Regions from separate parts of the Sus scrofa genome. Here regions 2 and 3 are each linked to region 1. A link is a contact called in public HiChIP or PLAC-seq and promoter capture Hi-C data. All regions are on one chromosome and are shown on one strand. The core of a region is the stretch at or near the end of the contact, and the rest is flanking DNA. Distances in the headings are between cores, read along the strand shown.

Region 1 (3,852 bases), core at 222-2,721:
AGTTGGTTGGTCTATCTTAAACATAAATTCTGCTTATAATTGAGCAGGACCCTGGGGGGGTCTTCCTGGGGCTAGCCCTTCCCCATAACCTCTGTTTTAGCTCCTCTCTGAAGTACCCAGATGACATCGTCTGATGTGTATTTCCTGAGTTGTTTTACAGATGCTAAAACTATCACCAGATGGAAGAAATTAACTACTTGATGATCACGAGTATGGACCTACTGACATCTAAGGACTGATAAAAGTAACCCTTGTGACTCCGCCCAGTTACCTCACCATTAACCAATCAGAGAGTTGTGCACGAGCTGATCGCTTACCCACCCCCCAACTTCATTTGGCTTTTTAAAGGCTTTACAATTTGGGGTTCTGGGAGTTCGGATTTTGGGGGGACACAAGCTACCCGTCTCCTTGCATAGCTTGCAATAAGCTTTTCTCTCCTGCAAGCTCGAACGCTTCGGTTTACTTGGCCTCGCTGCCCAACTTGCGATAAGAAGCTTCCCTTGAAATTCCTCAGGCACTCTCAAGAGTGCAACCTTAAAGCCTGTTTTATTCACAACCTCTTCATTCTGCCCGCTCTGGTCTTCCTTCTCTAGCACGAGAAAAAAAAAAGGGCAAAGAGACGAACTAGAATGATACAGCTACGCTCTAGAGAAGCGGAAAGAAGGTAAACCTGTGAAGAATGCCGTCGGTCCGGAAACAGCCTCCTCCCAGCTTCTCATTTCCTCATTACGAACAGCATAAGCCCCAAGAAAAAGCAAGGAGGCTGTATGAATAGAGGAGCTTAGGGAGTCTCCCTGTGCCCTACCGGGTTAATGATCCAGCGTTGTCTCTGTGGCGGGGCAGGTTCGAGTCCTGCCAGTGGGTTAAGGATCCGGCGTTGCCCAGCTAAGGCGTAGGTCTCAGCTGTGGCTAGAATTTGATCCCATGCCCGGGGCCTTAAATACGCGCAGGGGGTTCAGAGACTAAACCCCTATACAAACCTGAACCTAAGGCCTCCTGACCTCCACACAGGGCAGCCCCAGGCAAAGTGCGTCACGCACTTTCTCTGCCCCAAAGGAGGCATGTTGGGATTCTGTCCGGGAATTTAAAAGAGCTCCGAGGCGGAAAGGTTCACTCCCGGCTTCGACCTTTACAGCCAACCTAAAAGGTTCAGTCAAGCGCCGGCTTAAACCCAAGTCGCCAATGGAAGAATACGAAGAACATCATCACCACAACCCCACCTCGCTTAAAATGGGATGTTTACTCACCTTACACACAGCTCTGCATTGACCTTTACTTCCCAATGAAGTCTTCTTCTAGAAACACACGAACATCTCAGGTGAAAGAAGCGCGGGGAGACGGCCCAAACCTGAAACCCGGAGCGACTAAAAACCCGGCCCTCAGGAGAGGAGCAACAAGCCGCACCTCCGTAAGCAAGATGTCGGCCACCTCACGGTTACCCCGGAAGGGATTACGGAGTCGCGCCAGGCATTGTGGGAATCGAAGTCCGGCCTTCGTGTCCAGCCTGGCAACCTCATAGTCTCCCAGAATCCATTGCTTCAAATTCGCGCCAATGGCAACAAACGTAGACCGGAACTAGTTCTTAGGTTGCAGCCGGTTACTTGTTTAGAAGCATCAACTTCGGCTAAAAAAGGCGATGACCTGGTCCGGGTTCATCCCTGAAGGAATAAAGACTGGGTGCCTGGCAGCCCAAACAAAGACATTAGATGCTCTCAGCGCGGGCTTTAAGGCTTTTGGGAAACAAAGCTTTTTCAAAGAGAACTTAATATATGGTCTCGTCAACTAGGGTTGCTGACCTTTCTACGAAAAACCAGTAATTGTAGGCTGTTTCTCTCAGGAAGAAAAGAATCAATACAGCGGAGCGTTGATAGCAGATAAAAGTACTTATGAGAAAATCACCTCTCGTGTCATAACTATATTTTGTTTTGTTTAGGGAAATGACCATTTACTGAGTTTTCCCATTTAAAAAAAGTCAGTTTGTTAAAAGCACTTGAAACAGGACTTCGTTTGTGATGCTGCTTGTACAACTATAAATATAATAAAAGTCGTTGAATTTTTAAAAAGAAGAACAGCGCTTGATAAAAGTATGTGCTGTGTAAGCGTTTGTTAAATTATAAGTAACTACAGGAGTTCCCTGCTGTGGCTCAGAGCAAAGGAATCTGGCTAGCATCCATGAGAACACAGGTTAGATCCCTGGCCTCGCTCAGAGGGTTAAGGATTCGGCATTGCAGTGATCTATGGTGTAGGTATCACACTCGCCCAGGATCTGCCTTGCTGTGGCTGTGGCTAGGCTGGCAGCTGCAGCTCTGATTAGACCCCAGCCTGAGAATTTCCATATGCCTCAGGTGTGGCCCTTGGGGGAAAAAAAAAAAAAAAAGATGTTTTGAGATCAAGCAAGTATCCTGTTCCTAATCAAACTCTAATTAAGGTTCTGCCTCCATTGATGATTCTTACTACAACTGATCTTTACAATGATAGTTGCAAAATAATTATTTCCCCCCAACTCCTTCAAGCCCTCCACATTTATTATTCCTGATGGTAATGAAGAGTATGATTATTAATAAGAAAAGCCCGGGAGTTACCGTAGTAGCTCAGTGGAAACAAATCTGACTAACATCCATGAAGCTGTGGGTTTGATCCCTGGCCTCACTGGGTGGGTTAAGGATCTGGCCTTGCTGCTCTCAGACACCGCTCAGATCCCACGTTGCTATGGCTGTGGGTAGGCTGTCAGCTGTAGCTCTGATGAGACCCCAGCTTGAGAACCTCCATATGCCTCCATATGCTAAAAAGCAAAAAAAAAAAAGCCCTTCTTAGTTATTTAATATCAGTGTGAATTTATGTATTCCCCTTATTCAAGAAGTTATAATCCATTGTTGTTCTTATTTATTAATAGTTTATTATATCATAGTCTATTTTAGGACAATTTCAGGTTCAAGAAAAACTGAATACATAGTACAGAGTTCCCACGTACCCCCCATCCCACACATAGTGTCACCTATTACTCACCTCTTACAGTATTATAGTACATTGTTAAAATTAATGAACAAATATTGATATATTAGTATTAACTATAGTCCATAGTTTCTTGCAGACTTCCTTAGTTTTTACCTAATATCCTTTCTGTTCCAGGATCCCATACAGGAGACAGTACCACGTGGAGCTGTCATTTCTCCTTAGGCCTCTCTTGGCTGTAACAGTTTCTCAGACTCTGCTCAGTTTGATGACTTTGGCAATTTTGAAGAGAACTGGTCAGGTACTTTGTAGGAGGCTCTTCTATTGCAATTTATATATTGCTTTTCTCATGATCAGACTGTTGTTATGGGTTTTTGAGAGAAAGACACAAGGTAAAATATCTTTTTTATCACATTATAGTAAGTGTACATACTGCCAACATAATTTATGATTGTTTTATGTTGAACCCGATCATCTGGCTAAAGTAGTGTTTATCAGGTTTCTCTACTATAAAGTTACTCCCCCCCCCACCACTTGCATACTGTCCTCCTTGGAAGGAAGTCACCTTAAACAGCACACCTTTCTGGAGTGAGCCCCTTCATTAGAGTATTTACATAATTTATTCAGAATTCTTCTGCATGAGAGATTCATCTCCTCTCCCATTCTTATTTATTTTGTTACTCAAAATATCTGAGATTTGGTCAACTTTGGGTTGGCTCCTGCTCTTTAAACCTGCCAGCTTGTAGGCAGCTCGATCCCTTGCTGTGCTCTGGGTAGGCTGGGCTACAGCCGATTTACCTAGCTGGCTCATATGCAAGAGCAGCCGAAAAAAAAAAAAAAAAAAAAAAAAATCTGTACTGTCACTTGGTTCTTTACCTGCCCTTGACTCCTACCTGTCAC
Region 2 (3,897 bases), core at 541-3,040, 590 kb before region 1:
TTCCTATCACACACCCGTTCCTCTCCTGCTTTCCCCATTTCGGCACATAACACCATCACCCAACATCGAGATAAAAAAAAATCTAGGGCTCATCCTTCTTGATGTTCTTACCTTCACCCTGCAGGTTCAGGGCATCCTAGCAACCCGGCCTCTACAGCAGATCCACACCCACCTGTCCCTTCCATTTCCGTTATCAACACTCTAGCCCACACCACCGTGGTTTCTGACCCTCGCCCACTGGCCCATCGCCGTGGCCGCCCGGTCCTGTCCCTGCGGTCACTTCTCTCCACAGCAGCCGAGTTAACATTTGCCACACACGCCTTCCCCCACTTCGCGTTTCCCAGTAGCATCCTCTGTACCTGCCGTAATACCCAGTCGCTGCCCTGGCGTACAAAGCCCTTGCATCCCCGGGGCCCTGCCCAGGTCTCCAGTATTGTTCTCTGTCGCTCCTTTGTTTTAACCCCGGCTACACTGATTGCTTCGTATTCTCTAACACATCGAGTCCGTTCCTACCACAGGGCTTTTGCAAATGCTGTTTCTGGTCGAGAAGCTCCACCTCCCACCTGTGGCTCCTTCTTACCTTTCACATCTCAGCCTGATTCCCGTCCTCAGAGACACTTCCCCACCTCAAATAGTCACCCGGTAGCACGTCACTCGGCTTTAAGGCTCCCCTGTCTTTGCTCCTGTCTGATGTTATCTTGCTTATCTATTTATTAATTATCTGTTTATTAATTTTTACTTTTTAGTCTGTGTGTGGACATACACCCCTATACTGTACGCTCTGAGAGCAGGGGCCTTGGAGGTCTTATTTGCTGTCACAACCTTGGCGCTTGGAGCAGTGTGCTTAGAAGATGCTCAAAACTTGCATTCCGAACAAATAATGAACCCATTCAAGCAACCGCGAAATCTGTTAAAGGGGGAAATGGATGTTTTAAGTCAAGGTCAAGTCTTGGCTGATCGAGCTCAATTCCTAAGGACTAATCAAAAACATAAAATCAAACTTCCTGTTAGTTAGCCAATTCAGTTCTTTTCTCTGCATTTGTGAGCCAGGCTGCCATCAAGAAAAAGCATGACGGCCCTGTAAGTCTAATAGGTTTCTGATTAAATGCATGGAAGAAGAGAATGTGACTGGGACACAGGATTCCCATGACCTATCGTGTCTGGATTCTCATTCTTTTTGATGAGCTTGTGGCCATAAACGTCAAGTCGTTTGGCAGGAAGGGAAAGTCTGGAGTAGTAAGAGCTACTCAAGTGGACGCCCCACGGCTCTCTCCAGTCTTCCTTTTTTTCTGCTCCAAGATGCAATAAAAAGTGCAGCAGACGTGAGCCTAGGAGGGTCTCTGTCGGAACTGACCGTATTGCAGGGCCTCACCTGTGGGGCCAAAGCACCTGTGTGAACCGAAGTCCGTCTCTCCGCTAGGCCACGCCCTTCCCTCAGGGGAGCTCTGTGGCCAAGCCCATTGACCCACTTAGAGATCCAGGGATAAGGAACTTTCTGTTTATTTGCAATTGGGCGCTATTTATGGCATTCTAATCACATGGCACTGGGAAGACTGTAATTACAGAGATTTGTATGAGGAGAGTATAGAACACTCCCTGTTGGACTTATCTTTGGGGATTTAGTACTGAAAGCATTGCAAATAGTTTTATTTAGTATTGAAAATTGTTGCCTATGGCCTCTCGCCAGTTCCCCATTCCTCCTTTCTCATTTCACAATTGTAGAATGCTGCTGGTGTAGTTTTCCTCTGTTTTGAGCCCCACCCTTCCTGTTGCTAAGCAGATGAACTGGATTGCATAAATTGTCAATTACTCAGCTGTGACAGTGAAAAAGACCGGCGGGCAATAGCCAGAAATGGGGACAGCTCCTTCTCGCCTGTGGATGGATTTAGGATTAGATGATAAAGAGTCAAAAGGCAATAGGTGACATTATCATAAGGAAAAGTTGGATTTATAGTTACCAACTGGGACAATTGGGGAAGAGGACAAAATACCTCCTTCCTCTTGTGCTAATTTTCTTTACATATGTATTCAGAAAGACCTGAGCAAGCTCCTCTCCTTTCAGACTATTTCTGGAAGTGAGTTCAGTATTTTCCCCCACTGTAAAAGTAACTTCCTGTCATGACCAAAAGAAAAAAAGCAGAAAAGATGTGGAAGGAAAAACATGAAACATTAATTTTATGTCTTTAAACAAACCCTATTAGCATTTGTGCTTATTTCCTGCAGAGATTTGTATTCATTATATTGGGTTGATTAAATTTGTGTGTTTATTTCTTCATTTATGCCCAGTTATAATTTACATACTTTTATCCTTAGTTTTAGAATATTTATTGAGTAGCAGGTATGAATTTATTTTAGTATTTCAGGTTAGGTTGACTCCCAAATCTGAAGTCACTTCTAAATCTATATGTATTAAAGGAGCATATTTGCATTTCTGACCCCCATTTAAAAAGAGCTGACGTTGCTTCTGGTGATTAAGCTTTCCTCATCTTATTTATTCAACTTCTTTTCAATAAAGCAGGTTTAGTCCTGCAGGTGTCCATCAGACATTCAGCTCTCATCAGGTCACCTATGGCATCCTCTGCAAATTTTCCACAGACCAAGCATTGAATAGGATTATAAAGATTTCCTTTTGGAGCCCTAATGTTTCCTGACTCCACTCACCTGTAAGAGTCTAATACGCACAATGCTACCTCTGGCTCCCCAGAGGGCGGTAAACAGTGTGTGTGGGCATAAATAGCACACCGTCAGGTTGTAAGATCTGGGTATTTGGTTTTCTTTGACGAGCCATTCCCCTCCAGACACATTAGTGGCTTCCCAAAGAGCTCCTTTGCAAATAGCTCTAGAAAAGGCAAATGAGGAACTCAGAAAGGCGTGTTGCCAATAGGACAGCAGAGGGCGCTAGAGTAATGTTGTAATGTGCCTCTGCTTTTCCCTTTGCTCGGCCGTCAGAAAAAGAAAGCTTTTAAAATAATGCACTACCTTGTCTTTGAACACATCGGCTGGAATTTACACAACACAGCTTTATGATGTGAGCCAAACATCTGTTGTTATCATTCTCATCAGCTTTTTCCCAGAAGCAGATCTTTTCTTCTCATGCTGAATTTAAGGAAAGCGTCTTTAACAGTCTCTTCTTAGACAATTGTTTTTAAGGAAAGCACATTCTTATTCTTCCAAGATTGTGAATTTCTCCTCTCCCAAGCGGTAGTCATGTTTGCTAAAATACTTAGTAGTTCTAATCCGATAGATATTAAAGAAATGAATTATTTCCAAACCAGCTTTTTAGAATCATAGAATGTGACCATTTGGCAAGTAGATGCCTACTGTTGACTTTAAAATAAAACATATGGAGAGTTTTGGTCTAGCAGTTAAGGATCTGGTGTTATCACTGCTATGGCTGCCGGCTTGATCCCTGGCCTGGGAACTTCTGCATGTCGAGAGTGCAGCCCAAAATGAAAACAAACAAACAAAAATAAATAAAAACAAGCCACTCCCCCCCAAATATAAATGCATCAGGATAAAATAGCAGTGGTAAAAAAACAAAAAACAAAAAACAAAAAACTATGGGTAGTTAGAACATTGTAATGGCATTTATTCCCAAACAACCAATTTAGTTTAACCAGTTCTTATTTTTCAATGTTGAGCTTCTTTAACATTCTAAATAAAGTACTTCTGGTCAACATGACGTATTTTAAAAGTGGGAATTTCGTGCCTAATGTTGATGTGCCTGGAATTGTCTTTTAAACCATCCCTCAAGACCTGGCAGCCTTCTTGAAGAAACGAGATTATTTTCCTTTTAAGAAGTTGTCACATGACCTCTTAATCCAAGAGATAAATAATGCAGGCCAAACACACACGGTTGCACAATGTATGTCCGGTAAAGTACTGTATGCTCAATGG
Region 3 (3,603 bases), core at 1,040-3,539, 910 kb after region 1:
CACGGCAATGCCAGATCCTTAACCCACTGAGCAAGGCCAGGGATCGAACCCACAACCTCATGGTTCCTAGTCAGATTCGTTAACCACTGCGCCAGGACGGGAACTCCTGTTAAGTACTTCTATAACAAAATAATAAACAATGAGGGCAGGAGGAAACTTTTGGAGGTAATGCATATGTTTATGGCATACATTGTGATGACAGTTTTGTGGATGTATAACTTATCTCCAAACTTATCAAGTTGTATACATAAATATGTTCAGATCTTCCATGTCAATCATATTTCAATAAAGAAAAAAAGGTGTGGGCATATTATGTAAGTAACGCCTGCAATTCAATTGTAAGAAAACAAAATCAATTTTTAAAATGGGCAAAAGCTTTGAACATATTTCCCCAAAATTAAATATCACCATGTATCAATTCAAATGGCTAAACAGATAATACTAACTGTTGTCATTTGATTGAAAGACTCATCATCCGTTTAAACTAGAGGGAAGACAATTAAAAGAGTAGAGATGCAGGTAAATTACATGGTGGGAAGAGGAGCTAATTCTTGACTAGGCTCATGATTCTTTTCTCAAAAAAGGATGAGGCAAAGTCATTGGTTGAGGAAGAAGTTGGTGATTCCAAAAGGGAATAAAATACCTGGTTTAAAGAGGGCAGAGTAACTACAGAAAAGAGTCTTTGTGGACTGGGGGAGAGACCATATGGGTGAGATCCCATTTGTTCACCTGACTGTTAAGCTGGTGAGCTAAGCACTTTCTGTGAATCATGAGTTCAATAATGACCCGGGTTTTGCCAGGCAAGTAACAGAAGTCAGGGAAAGGGGTTGAAGGTATTTGCAGAGAAGCAACTTTAATGCCACCACTTGTGAATATACATAAACAGACTCAATTAAGTAAATAATTCCTTACACTGGGAAGCACTATGCTAGGGTAAATTACTAGTATAATGGTGGCAAAATTAAGCACTCTTTCTTTCAATTTAAGGTTGTTTGTACATGAAATATAGGGAAGACAGGAACATAAAGTTAAAATAAGCAGCTAAATGCAATATATCCCAAAACAAAACATCTAATGAAGAATTTATTCCTTATTCTACACATTCAGTTTGAGGTCTAAAACCTGTTTTTCCCCAGTTTCCAAATCAGTGTTTCCACATCCATTGCCCCTTTAGCTCTGACCTTTGCTTTCATGTGTTTCCTAATGTCTTCCATTATGTGCCGCCTGCATCTAGCCTCCTGCTCACACACTGTGATCAGTCCCCAATGATCCTGCCCAATTTTTTTTGGTTTCTCACATAAATGTACATCATGGGACTCCTCCACTGACAGTAGCTTTCTTCACAACACCTGTTACCAAAACCCACCAAAGGGTTTTAACCAAAAACTATAAAATGTCTTTATGTGGCTACTCCAGACAATCTTTTATTCCCCAATCTTCCCATTTCTCTCAGTATAACTCTTTTAAATAAATCTCTATTCCTTTCAATCTGGCTTTCACAAGGACTCAAGTTTTTACGTAGGCCGCAGATTGGAAGGAACTCTGAAATACAAAGATAAAAGTGTCTACCAAGAAATTTCTTGGGAGAACTGGGTACCTTGCTGCTAACACTTTCAGAATTGGTCTAAAATTAAAGTTGGATTAGTATGGCTTCACAGAGAATTTATTTTTGCTACCTTTGGTCGTTTCGATGCTGCATTTAAAAACCAAACCAAACCAGGGCACTCTCACGAGTTCCTAGATCCGTCCTTTAAAAGTGGTTTGCCCCTGTCTTGTAAAAATGGAAATGGAGAATTCTTCTCCTTTCGAACGGTTTGCACAAGCGGCCTTCCCGTAATTAATATTTGATAAAGACCAAGACACCATAAAACAAAGAACATAAAATGTTACTGACAAAAACGTGACGATAAAGCCGATGAACTCCATGAGTTCTTGAGAAGCACTGCTAAAAAACCAAGACATGCTTCCTGACATAATTAAAAAGCGTTTTTAGGTTCCACGTGAAGAATGTATCTGCCCACGTTCCTTTTCACGAGTGACACTCCTACTGCCTCAGGACGGATGCTTAACGACACTTTGGGTGGATCAAGCCGGTGCAGGAAGAGATTTAGAGGGAAAGGCTGGGTCCAGCCCAGCACTGGGACCGCGCCCAGCAGGCATCTGGATCGCTTAAGACTCAAGGGGAAAATAAAGCTCGCGTTTTTACCTCACATACCATTAACTTTCCACAGAGATTTCCAGAAACCTCACTCACAGCCAGAAACCCCAACCCTGTGGGCGGGAGGGGATGGAGGGGGGGAAAAAAAAAAAACACAAAAAACCTACTACGCCACCATTTCCGCCTTGCCGGGCCAACAAACGTGCAAAGATGGAGAAAGACGCACGTCCCGGCAGCGCCTACGTCCCCAAAACGCGCAAGTGCGAGCGAGGTCCCGCCCCCTCGCGCCCCCAGCGAGGCGCGCGCACCAGAAACCAGCCCCCCGCTGGCGCCGCCCCGGGCTTCCGCCCCGAGGCCCGACGGTCGCTGTTCGGTTCCGGTTCTAGTCCCGCCCTCACGCGGGAACCCTCCAGAAATCTTAATATCCGGGACCCGAGGCCGCCGGCAGCGCGCATTTCCGGCGACAGAAAGGATCCGGTGACGCCTCTTCCCTTCTCTCCTGCCGCCCAGGCTCCGGCTCTCGGTGCGGCAGCGCCATCTGGTGCCGAGTGTCTCGCCGCCCGCGGAGGGGGCGCGCGCCTTTCGGAACCTTCCAGAGAAAACGCGGCCCCGGTTCTGCTCTGTCCCGCCCTCGGGAAGGGAGCGACCAGAGGCTCCGCCCTGCCGAGTTCCCGCGCAGGAGGTACTTTGCAGCACTTTGAATTGGTAGCTGCTTGTATGTGTTAGCTTGAAAATACCCGAGATGGAGCGGAAACGGAGTTCTTTCTCTAGTTTTAAGCCCAGAAAAAAAGCAGGTCTTTTTTTGTCTCCTCATACTTTGCTCTTGAGTCCTTCTCAATCATCCCTGCGTCGATTTCTTAGTCTTTTGGGACCGGGCTCCACCATTTCTTGCTTGGTGGGAAGATGGCACAGGTGTTGTGTCTTAGATTGGTTTCTGCTGTAAGAGGTTTTGTTTCCCTTTGATGATTAAACATACAGCGTACGTGTTTGGAGCCCCTGAAGGAGGGGAGAATTTCATGGATAACTTTTTAAAAAATAGGCCAAGGAAATTTCCGAAAGGTAGCCTCAGAAACACTCCGGATAAATATAGACTTGTTCGTGTGTCATATTTCTCTTAGATAACGGACGGGGAAAAGAAAACCTTTCCCCTAAGTTAGCAAAATCAATGTAAATTCTTCCTTGATGAATTTTTGCTTAAGAACCTCGATTTTCCTGGAAGTTTGAGGCCTGATTGTTTGGTAGTGAGCAATGGGTTGTTCTTAGGGCTTTACCAGAACGCGGCTTAACTGAGTATTTTAAGTGGAAGTTAGTGAAGGAAGTTTCCTGTAGCCTTCAGCGCCTACTGAAAGCACTGCTTCACTGGGCGATTCTCCTGCGGCAGCGATTCTCAAACGTGAGCATGCATCAGGTGTCCCTGGAAGACTTGTTAAAATAGATTGGCCTTA

Evidence for each region. Promoter capture Hi-C pulls out the DNA fragments that hold promoters and counts their contacts. HiChIP or PLAC-seq counts read pairs in DNA pulled down with a chosen protein or histone mark.
Region 2: a contact with region 1 is called in an H3K27ac HiChIP or PLAC-seq map of alveolar macrophages. The contact joins the enhancer-like site here to the promoter of N4BP2L2 in region 1. A contact is called at or near these places in 14 of 47 Hi-C or Micro-C datasets (alveolar macrophages, embryonic fibroblasts, fetal heart ventricle and 9 more) and 2 of 2 datasets of contacts at active chromatin or transcription factors (alveolar macrophages and skeletal muscle).
Region 3: a contact with region 1 is called in a promoter capture Hi-C map of liver, with 11 times the contacts expected there. The contact joins the promoter of LOC106507939 here to the promoter of N4BP2L2 in region 1. A contact is called at or near these places in 3 of 5 promoter capture datasets (fetal liver, fetal skeletal muscle and liver), 7 of 47 Hi-C or Micro-C datasets (epiblast stem cells, fetal liver, liver and 3 more) and 1 of 2 datasets of contacts at active chromatin or transcription factors (alveolar macrophages).

The regions. Positions count from the first base shown.
Region 1 is chr11:8,996,339-9,000,190 of Sscrofa11.1, forward strand. N4BP2L2 (NEDD4-binding protein 2-like 2) reads right to left here and starts at 1,472. Exons shown (of 13, transcript XM_021065179.1): 1 at 1,248-1,472.
Region 2 is chr11:8,403,546-8,407,442 of Sscrofa11.1, forward strand. The region is part of intron 1 of LOC110255743 (a long non-coding RNA gene); the gene reads left to right. Among named protein-coding and RNA genes, the nearest start is that of FRY, 110 kb to the right of the region's middle. Within about 2 kb of position 1,791, at least 32 of the 83 cell types and tissues checked have an H3K27ac peak or open chromatin away from gene starts, as enhancers often do. A contact at or near this core is called in alveolar macrophages, mesenteric adipose tissue, omental adipose tissue and 3 more, where this site is marked.
Region 3 is chr11:9,910,483-9,914,085 of Sscrofa11.1, forward strand. LOC106507939 reads left to right here and starts at 2,290. Exons shown (of 4, transcript XM_021065188.1): 1 at 2,290-2,840. The coding sequence starts at 2,369. All of the region lies in intron 1 of LOC110255744 (a long non-coding RNA gene), which reads right to left.